Linked DNA regions of Zea mays: region 1 is linked to region 2. The links are chromatin contacts, called in public Hi-C maps. All regions are on one chromosome and are shown on one strand. The core of a region is the stretch at or near the end of the contact, and the rest is flanking DNA. Distances in the headings are between cores, read along the strand shown.

The links. Hi-C and Micro-C count contacts between places; a contact is called where the count stands out from the background.
Region 1: a contact with region 2 is called in a Hi-C map of leaf, with 6 times the contacts expected there. The contact joins the promoter of LOC542114 here to the promoter of LOC100857066 in region 2. A contact is called at or near these places in 3 of 25 Hi-C or Micro-C datasets (ear, leaf and tassel).

The regions. Positions count from the first base shown.
Region 1 is chr5:177,701,662-177,706,737 of Zm-B73-REFERENCE-NAM-5.0, forward strand. LOC542114 reads left to right here and starts at 3,388. Exons shown (of 7, transcript NM_001111746.1): 1 at 3,388-3,590; 2 at 4,254-4,454; 3 at 4,640-4,817. The coding sequence starts at 3,388.
Region 2 is chr5:177,131,774-177,136,998 of Zm-B73-REFERENCE-NAM-5.0, forward strand. LOC100857066 reads right to left here and starts at 2,097. Exons shown (of 9, transcript NR_182137.1): 1 at 1,632-2,097; 2 at 847-1,005; 3 at 603-737; 4 at 315-473.

The DNA of each region.
Region 1 (5,076 bases), core at 2,138-4,637, 570 kb after region 2:
CAATTGACAGCAAAGCAATGAGAACCTTTCTCTTTCAGAGAGACACAATTTGCATCCATTACAGTACAGGGGGTGGAAAAACAAGAGTTTTTTTAACCTGAAATTGGATCGCCAATACATGCAGGCACGCAACGTTTTACATGACTATATATATAAGCAGTAAGTGGTAGATAAATAAATGTATTGTAGTATGGCAATGTAATGATATTGGACGAGGGGCTTTTCCTATAAATCCTCACAGTAGTATAGTACAGTAGAACACTTCAATCATTCAGTCACCTCGCTTCCACAGCCAGCTCTCCCCAGGCTCACTCTTCTCCCCAGTTGCGTTTTCTTTGGAAGCTTCCATACACAACTCGCATCGTTCATCTTCCACTGATGCTATATAAGGAGAGAGAGAGAGAGAGATAGAGAGAGAGAGAGAGAGAGAGAGAGAGAGAGAGAGAGATGATCTGATGATGCATGCTGTAACAGCTCCTGAACTGCACAAGTTGTAGTTTGGCTGCTGGATAATAAGTTCATCCATCCATCAACGCTACAAATCAAGGTAACTGCTTCAGGACTTGCTCTAAGCCTCTTGATGCTTAATTAACAAGATAATATAGATATGTTCGTTTTATCTGCTCCCAAGAACATGTAACTGCGGGATATGAGATTCTTCCCCTTTTTTCTGATGAATCTGGACTCCTCTTCTTGTTAGCTTGTCTATTGTTCTTTGAGGAGAGCTCTCTTTCCATTTGTTGCATGACACTAGCTCTGAGATTAAGGGGGTATTTATGATACGAGCTTACTGATTTGGGAAAAAAGGTTTTTTTATTGCCGGTTTATATTTTACTTTCAGGTACATGTAGGATATATATAGATTAGGATAGGACATGTGAAAAAAAGAAGAGACTAAAGCCAATTTTTACTAGGTTCTTCCTTGGCATTGGTCTAGGTCATGGGATATTTCATCATACGTTTATATGGGGGACAAACAATAAAGCCAGACTGGATCCGACGTGTCTACGGGCCATTGGTTAGTGTTCATCTCTTCCGGTCCCATAGTGTCTACATGCCTCGTTTGTAGACATGACGATGACGATGACGATGACATGGATCACGTGTCTACATTCCTCATTGTTGTCACGGCATGACGATGACGTGGATCCGTAGTGTCATACCTCATTAGTTTCGAATTATAAAATACTTCAACTTGTTTGGTACGTCAAAGTATCTCGAGTTTGTTTAAAACTATTTTAAAAAATCACAATACGCTATAGCATCAAGTAGATATATAAAATAGAAAAATAATTAACAAAAAACGAATCTGCTTATATTTGATATCGCAAATATTTTTATTTTATTACATAAATTTGGTTAAATTTGGAATGTTTTAATTTTTTAAGAAAAAATAAGGACCACTTATAATTTAAGATGGAGCGATTAGTATTATTATTGTCACGAAATACGATGGCATGAACATGACGCGGCCTATGTGTTGTGCCTCTGACTCTTATATTCAATATCAAACAGACATACCGTTGTTAGTCATCATCCAAATCGCAGTACATGATGGCTCTAAAACGATGGGCATGATTATGCATGGACATAGAGGAAACTAAACTGCGCATTTTATAAGGCTGATGATGGACGGCAAACAAGAAAAGGGGCAATAAACTAAATTAAACTAAGGACATTAAGGATATGTTTAGTTTCTTTAGAGCATCTCCAACAATGCCTCAAACTAGTGCCTCAAATTGAAATATAGGGCTCTACACAGGAAAAATCACTCCAACAGTGCCTTAATTCAACAAATTTTGTCAAAAAACTATAGGGCACTCTCTCAAGTGCCTCAAATATACTACATCGTAGTGGACTGTCCTATAATCTAGATTTGGGGCTTTACTGTTGGAGCGGGCTGTTTTGTTGGTGCCCTAAATTCTATAAAATTTACTTATTTTTAAATTATAAGGCATTTTTATAGGTCACGTTGTCGGAGATGCTCTTAGTCCAGGGACTCAAGTTCAGTTAGAGGACTAAAATTTAGTCGCTACTTTATTTGGCTCTAGAGACAAAAAAAATATTCAGGACACATTAAATAGATCATAAGAGGACCAAAATACCTCTTAGCATCCTCCCAACATTAATACAACTAAAATAAAGAATACTCAAAAGGTAGAATTAATATGGTTTAGTCCCTTTTAGTCATTCTTGAAGGACTAACGACTAAAACAATTTAATTCCCATTTTAATTCTACAGTTTGATAATTTAGGGACTAAATAAGATTAAAACATCCCTCAAAACAAATGGAGCCTATTTTAGTCTCTAAATTGTTAAATAAAGAAACTAAAACTCTATTTTAGTTTCTATAATTAGTAATTTAAGAAACTAAAATAAAATAAGACGAGGAACTAAAAATTAGTCTTTAAACCCAAACACTATATAAATCCGACGTTTGGTCGGCAAAACGACAGCGATGCGTCGTCCGTCCCCTCTGAAGCGGGAACCAACGTGCACCATACCCGTAATACAAAAAGAGACCACGCTGAACAAAAATAAACATTTCCAGGTCTCCGCAGAAACTCCACGTGGCTCGAGGACCCACCGCGGTGTGTGTGGATGGTCCAGCCTCCGTGCGTGCGATGTCACCGCCAGCCAGGTCCCCGGCCTGTGGGCCCATCCGGCGTGGCCCACATGTGGCCGCCCATTTCGTTCCAGGTTGCTTGCGCCTAGAGTGTTCGAATCTGCTACTGTATTGTACCAACCAACTTTGAGGTAATTCTACCAGCGTCATGTTGGCGTACTGGCGTAGGATACTGCGAGAATTGTTTGGTCTCAGGAATCATTTCATCTAAGAAAAAGTGATGTATCGTACGTTTATTTTTCAAGTTTAGTGAGATAATCTTATTTCTTATGTTAACATTAACTAATTATAGAAAATAAGGTGACGATGGATTAACTCATTATATTTCATAAACAAACAAAAAATAAGAAGTGAAAAAATGATGAACTAATTTATTTTTTAAACCAAACACTTTATATATTCTGGTTTTGATTTCCGGATAATCTTGTATACCATAATAGCAATGAGCCATTATTTGTACAACACGCACGGAATAGTAACGTGTTGACCCCACAATCTTTTCCCCCCCTCTGCATAGCCACATAGGAGTAATTAACGCGATCCTAATCGTTTCAACTCTACCATCCCAATTTATTTCTCGCAGGCTCTGCTCGGACATTGCGTAATCCAAGAGACCGTCAAGGCAAGGCAAAGCCAACACCAGACGAGTCGAGAACACCGCAGCAGAGCGCGGCGTCCAATGGACATGGACGGCAACTCCCCGCGGCGGCCTCCCCGCCGGCCTGAGCGGGAGGGGAGCTACGGCTACGACATCGAGAGCATGGACGGCTCCGGGGCCGGGGGCCCGCCGCCGTGGAGCGCGCACCACAACGGCTCCTCCGAGGCCCTGCTCCGCTACGACGACGGCGGCGCCGACCGCGGGAGCACGCAACAGCCGCTGCTGCGGAAGCGCACCGTGAACACGACCTCGCAGATCGCTATCGTCGGTGCCAACGTCTGCCCCATCGAGAGCTTGGACTACGAGTAGGCATTCTAGTTTCTCCTTTTCCCCCTTGACTATTTCTCTCCATGCTTGCAAGTTTATGGGTTTTCTCCAGCCTATCCTGAAGATGGGAAGCATAGTCTCCCGTTCTTCTTTGTTGCTACCTACCCCGGTTGATCTTCTTCCGTGGGTTAGAATTTAGAGCGATCGTTGCTTTTTAGTTCACTTGGCACAAGGAATCAGCAACTGTGGTTGTGGTTCTGGTTCCTGTAGCTGTTCTTCATGGTTCGACCGTTGCGAGAAGCAACCGTCACAGTTCCGGGTTATAGGACATAGTATCTTACTGCCTCCTTCATCAGTTCATGCTCGCATATTCCTTATTCATGCCAACTCCATAATGATTACTACTTGCTGCGTAGAATTTTAGTATGCCAAGTTATGTTTATGTCCAATCTTCCTTTCTTCTCTAAGTAAAATGGCAAGTAGATGGGTACACAACAATACTAGTTCCTATAATATAAATATTCCCAGATATTGTTCTGTGAAGATGAACTATGAAATGGAGCGGTGCCAGCATCCTATATGGCAGCTCGTGTAATGACCTCCAAGAGTAATTTAATGGTTGCTGAATCGCAAAAATAAAGAAAATGTTCATGCACACTTTGGTCCTTTCCTTACACCCTTCAATATCCTGCATATTTCAGAGTCGTGGAGAATGACCTTTTCAAGCAGGACTGGCGATCAAGAAAGAAGAAGCAGATATTTCAGTACATCGTACTCAAGTGGAGCTTGGTGCTCCTTATTGGCCTATTAACTGGATTTGTCGGCTTCTTCAACAATCTTGCAGTTGAGAACATTGCTGGATTCAAATTGCTGCTCACGAGCGATCTTATGCTCAAGGGGAGGTGACGTTTCAGCTTCTTTTCTGGTGACAAGTTTCATTTTGTTGTTTTTGTGCTTTGCCATACATCTCCTTGTGGTCTTTAGCTCATCGCATAAAAAGTTGTTACTATTAGTAATAAATGTTCATTGGATTGAATATGCAGAGTACTTTGAAGTAAATTAATAATTGTGTGTTGTTCCAGTGCAGGTATATTAGAGCATTTTTTGTGTATGGAGGTTGCAATTTAGTTTTGGCAGCAGCTGCAGCAGCAATCTGTGCTTATATTGCACCTGCTGCTGCTGGGTCTGGTATTCCTGAAGTCAAAGCTTATCTTAATGGGGTTGATGCCTATTCTATATTAGCTCCTAGCACACTCTTTGTTAAGGTAAGTTTTGACTTAGAACCATATGTAAAACCTTATGTTCTAAACGTTTTTGTTTACACCATGTGCATTTTTTCTGATTAGCTTGTGGAATAGGATCTTGGGACTAGTAAGCTCAACTGAGTGTTATTGACTGTGTCTTCCCCCCCAAGCCAAACCAAAGGGTCCAATGCAGCCAACAATTTTTTTCTTTCAAAAGTCAGCTTTCTCGCAGTGCAAAATTGAAAGCACCTCTAGACCTACTTTTAGCGGCTTTTGAATA
Region 2 (5,225 bases), core at 847-3,346:
ACACGAAAGAACATGCAATCTGTCGCGAGTCTGATAGTAGCCAAGGAAAACTTGGGGTAAGAGTTATCTTGAGCAGTAGATTAAAAAAATTCAAATAGTTCCAAGTAGTCAGTTATTTATACTCATGTCTTCTTATAAAGGCTTACAAGCTTAAAGTGGAATACTTGTTATTTTGACATGAGCTTGCTTTAGTATTAAACTATCACAACTTAAAATGGCACTGCCCATGAAACCAAAATTGAGCATCCTTAAACGTAAATAAACAGTAGTTTAAGGATACAAAGTTATGCATTAGAGAATTTCCTCTAACAAACCTCAAGCCCTTCATCTTGCTCCAAAGCAAGGCCTGGACCGTTATACATGTTTTTCATTAGCAATGTGATTGATTTATCAGGGTAAAAGTGAACTCTGCTGCAGCGCAATCCAAAGCGACAAGCCCCTGTCTTGAGATGAAATGGACAATGGGCCTTATCCTAAAGAAATAAAAGAAACAGAAAAAGGTAAAATGTTAAGTAGAGAACAAGTTGTATTTTATTTCTGTTGTAACAGAATAAATATATAGGGCATTTCTGTCCTAATAGATAGAGAACAATGGAGCATGCCTGTTCTGTTCCAAAATTCGGAGTCTCTTGAGCAACTTTGTCAAGTACTTCTTGAGCAGACAAAGAAGGTTCTCTCCTATGAGCAGCCAAAGCAACAGACTGTGGTGGGAGCGGATTTGATGTAGGTCTATCTTCCTACAAGACATTTAGAGTAACCTTTATCGGCAGTATGTTCAAAAAAATTGCCCCACAAGCAGCCATAAGGAATAGAACCAACAGAAATTTATAACAAATAGAATGTGACCTCCTGAATTTGCAGCTTTTCCTTGGACCCCTTTGGTACTTTAACCTTTTTCTTCTTCACAATGATCTCATTTCCTTTCCATATAATTTCTGCTGGACCATCTTCAACATATTCCCATTCACTATCTTCTTCTGACTGGTTTCCTTGGCCATCTTTAGGCTGCAAGAGGGAAGTTAATTGTAACCAGATCACTATTTTAGAATGTTTCTACAACTTATTTTTGAAAACATGAACTAGTGAATTTAAAGTGATGGAATAACTCTTTGTGGTGGTCATTTTGTGGAGGACAGCATCTTAGACTATAGGATATCTAGGACATCTTAAACTAGACGACATCTAGGACAGCATTTTAGACAGCATCTCAGCATATGCTTGGCTGCCCAGCAGCTATAAACATGTAACCCAAACCCTCAGGTTGGGATGGCATTGTGTGTTGTGTGAGCAGAAAATTGTCCCAACTCCTAGTGTCATATTAGAGTATAAGAGTTCCGCTACTTACATAAAGAATTGACATGTGCAAAATGTGAGCATGCATTACACTGCTGACAGAGAGGATTCAACAGATGGATTAAGCTACCAAAAATATATATACATCAAAATGAAGAATAAGAGTCTGTTGACTTCTAAAATACATAGGTGATTGGTGACTATAGAAACTGGCATCCTACTTACTAACAATGACTAGCCCATCAAGCTCGTCCCAGCAGCAGAAAAGGGATACATGGATTGTCAAATGGCTAATACTTTTCAGTTAAAGGAGCTGCGAAATGGCGGGGAGAGATAACCTTGTTTCGAGCGGAAGCCTCCGCAGCCCTTGCATCCTCTTCGGCCGCAGCAGCCGCGGCCTTCTCTGCGGCGCGGGCAGCGGCGGCCTCGAGCCACCGGCGCTCGGCGTCCTCGAAGGCGCGGAGCGCACGCTCGGACTCAGCAGCCGCCTCGGCCTCCTGGATCTCAAGGAGTCGGCGCTCCTCCTCGGGGTCGACCGCGGGTGCCTCCGCCTCGACCGCCGCACGAGCGCGCGCCGCGGCCTGCCTCCGCGCCCTCCGGCGGCGCTCCTTCTTCCGCTCCCTCCGCTTCTCCCTCCTTGTCGGCGCCGCTGTCGCCTCCGGGGCACCATCGGCGGCGGCGCCACCGCCCGCCGCTAAGGCCGACATGGCGAGCTCGTCGATTCGCCGTCGCCGGTCTCCCGGTAGGGCGCGATCGCAGCGGCCCGGGGGAAAAGGCGTTGGCGAGTCGCGTACAAGTGGGCCTGGGCTTCTCGCCTTTCTTCAGCTGGACCTTTTTTTCCAATGAGAACAAATGAGCCCTCTGTTTGCCGAACAGAGAGGTTGGACCCAGTTGGGCCTTCAGCCCTTCAGGCATGTAAAACCTAAGTAAGACATAGCTAAAACACAATATAATACAGTAGATATATCTAAAAATTATGTCTTATTATATTTATTATATCAATTAGAGCGTTTGATAAATTAAATTGACCAAACAATCAGTTCTATGTCTCGATCATAGAACCAAGAAAATACAGTGTCTTCATTAAGATATGTGTCTTGAATTTTTTATATTTTTCTATTAGACACACTTGAAGACATAGCTCAACCTCAAAACATCAATTATACATGCCATTAGAAACAGGGCTCTCATTGGTGGCAACATGAGCTAGGCTGTGTTCATTAGAGCTGGGCATCGTGTCAACAATGCTGCAGCTTTTCACCTCTCAAAAACGCTATAGCTGCTGCAGAATGAAGTTGCAGGATCTCAAAAACGCTGCAACATCTCGAAAAGTGCTAATGTGCATCCACTATCATGCTGTTCATTCTTCATCAAGACCGCGACAATCCATGCGCGTTGGGTTTTTTTTTTGGGGGGGGGGGGGGGGGGGGGGAGCTGGATCATTAGACTGTCTTCAACGGATAACGCTGCCGCTCTCACACGCCAAATTTGGGGGGCTACAGTGCACGCGATATACGTTCAACGGCTCGCGCTACCCGGCGCTCTACGCGGATGTTCCCCCTAGCCAGCTTCTCTCTCCCCCTCGTTCTGTGGTGCCTCTCTCACCCTCTCTAATACTGTTCACGTGGGCCCACTTCCAATTATTAGTAGATGAAAAATTGATAAGAGGTGAAAAGTAGGTATAGAAAATGATATTTTATGGTTGTAGTGGGGTATAGGGGAAGGATTTAGGGGGAACCGCTGTACAGGGTGGAGATATAGGGGGAAGAGAACGCTGACGTGGCACGTGAGTGGGATATAGGGGAAGAAATTTAGGGGTAACCGCTGAAGACAGTCTTAGGTAATTGGGTTGGGTGGGCGTGGCTCTGCGATTGACTTTTGGTGCCTCGCTAGCCGTTGAGCTGCATCTGCTCGACACACGTGCTTGTCCTGCGAAGCGGAGTGATGATACCGCGTCGTTTTCCGCGGTTTGCCTCCTCGCCACGCCTGCTGCCAGGAATCCACGGAACAGCTCAGTTTGAGACAATGTTTGAGAAAATAACGCTCGTTTTTAAGTAATTCAGAGAACAATACCAGTCTTATCGAATGAATTTGAAAAACAGTACTTTATTTATATTTTTATTATTTTAATTCTCACCTCGAACAAATGGATCAGATTGCTCCTGACATTTCATTGCCTTATTTTGTATTGTATCTATTATGTTCATAAAAACAGCATAAATGCATACAAATATATAAGTTGTATTATTAAGTACAGTGTTAAACATACACATAAACATAGATATTCTATAAAGGAAAAAGTCTAGATTTAATCATTAAACTTCAAAACTATATTTTGGGATAGAGGTAGTAGTTTTTAAAAGACATATGATTTTCTTGAATAAGGAGAGTGATTAATTTTTTTGAGAAAAACAACCACGCCAAACAAAAAACAGAGGAAGTACAATCAAAACCCTTTCGGTGAACCAAGTAAGTCTAGTTTTTAATAGTTTGATGTCAAAGATATCTGAGTTTGAAGATCAATAGTTAAATCTAGACTTCTTTCTTCATAAAAAACATGTGTCTATTGTATGTTTAACACTACTATAAAAATGGAGCTCGTGTATTTTATCAATTTATGTTTTTCTTACGGACAAAAGAGATAAAAAGGGGCTATGAAATGAATAGGGTAATTTGGTCTATTTGTATGTGGTGTAAGCAACAAAAGAATGCAAAATATAGATTGAGTGTTGTTTTTGAATTAATTTGGTCAAACATGTGTTTTTCTACTAATTGCTTAAAACCAGATGTTATTTTCTAAACGTTGTCTCAAATCAGTATTGTTTCATGGATTCTCCGCGCCTACTACATCTATATTGAAAATAAACCTTATACTCACTCGCCTATGACACGTTTTATACGACTTCTCTAATTTTTTTAAAATAGTTTCAAACTTTCCATACCAAGGTATTTTTAATTCATCTTTCTGAACTAGATTTATTATCAAAATTCTAAAATCTCAACCAAAGTGATTGAATAGATTATCTATTTCAATCTAGATTTAATCATTAAACTTCAAAACTATGTTTTGAGATGGAGGGAGTAGTTTTTAAATGACATACAATTTTTTGAATAAGATGAGTGATTAATTTTTTTTTGAGAAAAAAACAACCACGTCAAATAAAAAATAGAGGAAGTATAGTAACAAATCTTTCGGTGAGCCAAGTATGTCTAATTTTAACAGTTTAATGCTAAAAGTATCTGAGTTTGAAGTTTAATAGTTAGATATAGACTTCTTCCTTCATAAAAAATATATGCCTATTTGAACTTAACACTATAAAAATGGAGCTCGTGTATTTTATATATTTATGTTTTTTTCTTACGGACAAAAGAGATAAAAAGGGGCGATGAAATGAATAGGGTAATTTGGTCCATTTGTATGTGGTGTAAGCAATGGAAGAATTCAAAATATAGATAGAGTTATGTTGTCTGAATTAATTTGGTGAAATGAGTGTTGTTCTACTAATTGCTTGAAACCAGGTGTTATTTTTTGAACATCGTGCATCTGCCTCGAAAATAAACTTTACACTCAGACACATTTTATGCACTTCTCTAAATCGTAAAAAATAGTTTCAAACTTTTCATACCAAGTATTTTTAATTTATCTTTTCAAACTAGGTTTATCATTAAAAATCTAAAATACCAACCAAAGTGATTGAACAGATTCTATATTTCAATCTAAAATCTCCTTCCACTCTAATTTTCATATTTCTACCATTCAATTTTTTCAAGATATTATTCACATGTCATTGTTCATAGGACCAATATAGTTTTCTATTTAGAGGTATCATACTTGACTCGTCACTCGATTGTCACCCAATGGCACCTCACAACGTGGCATGTGTTACACTGCCTACCTACATCCGACTCCAATTATTAGCAGTGCGTCTTAG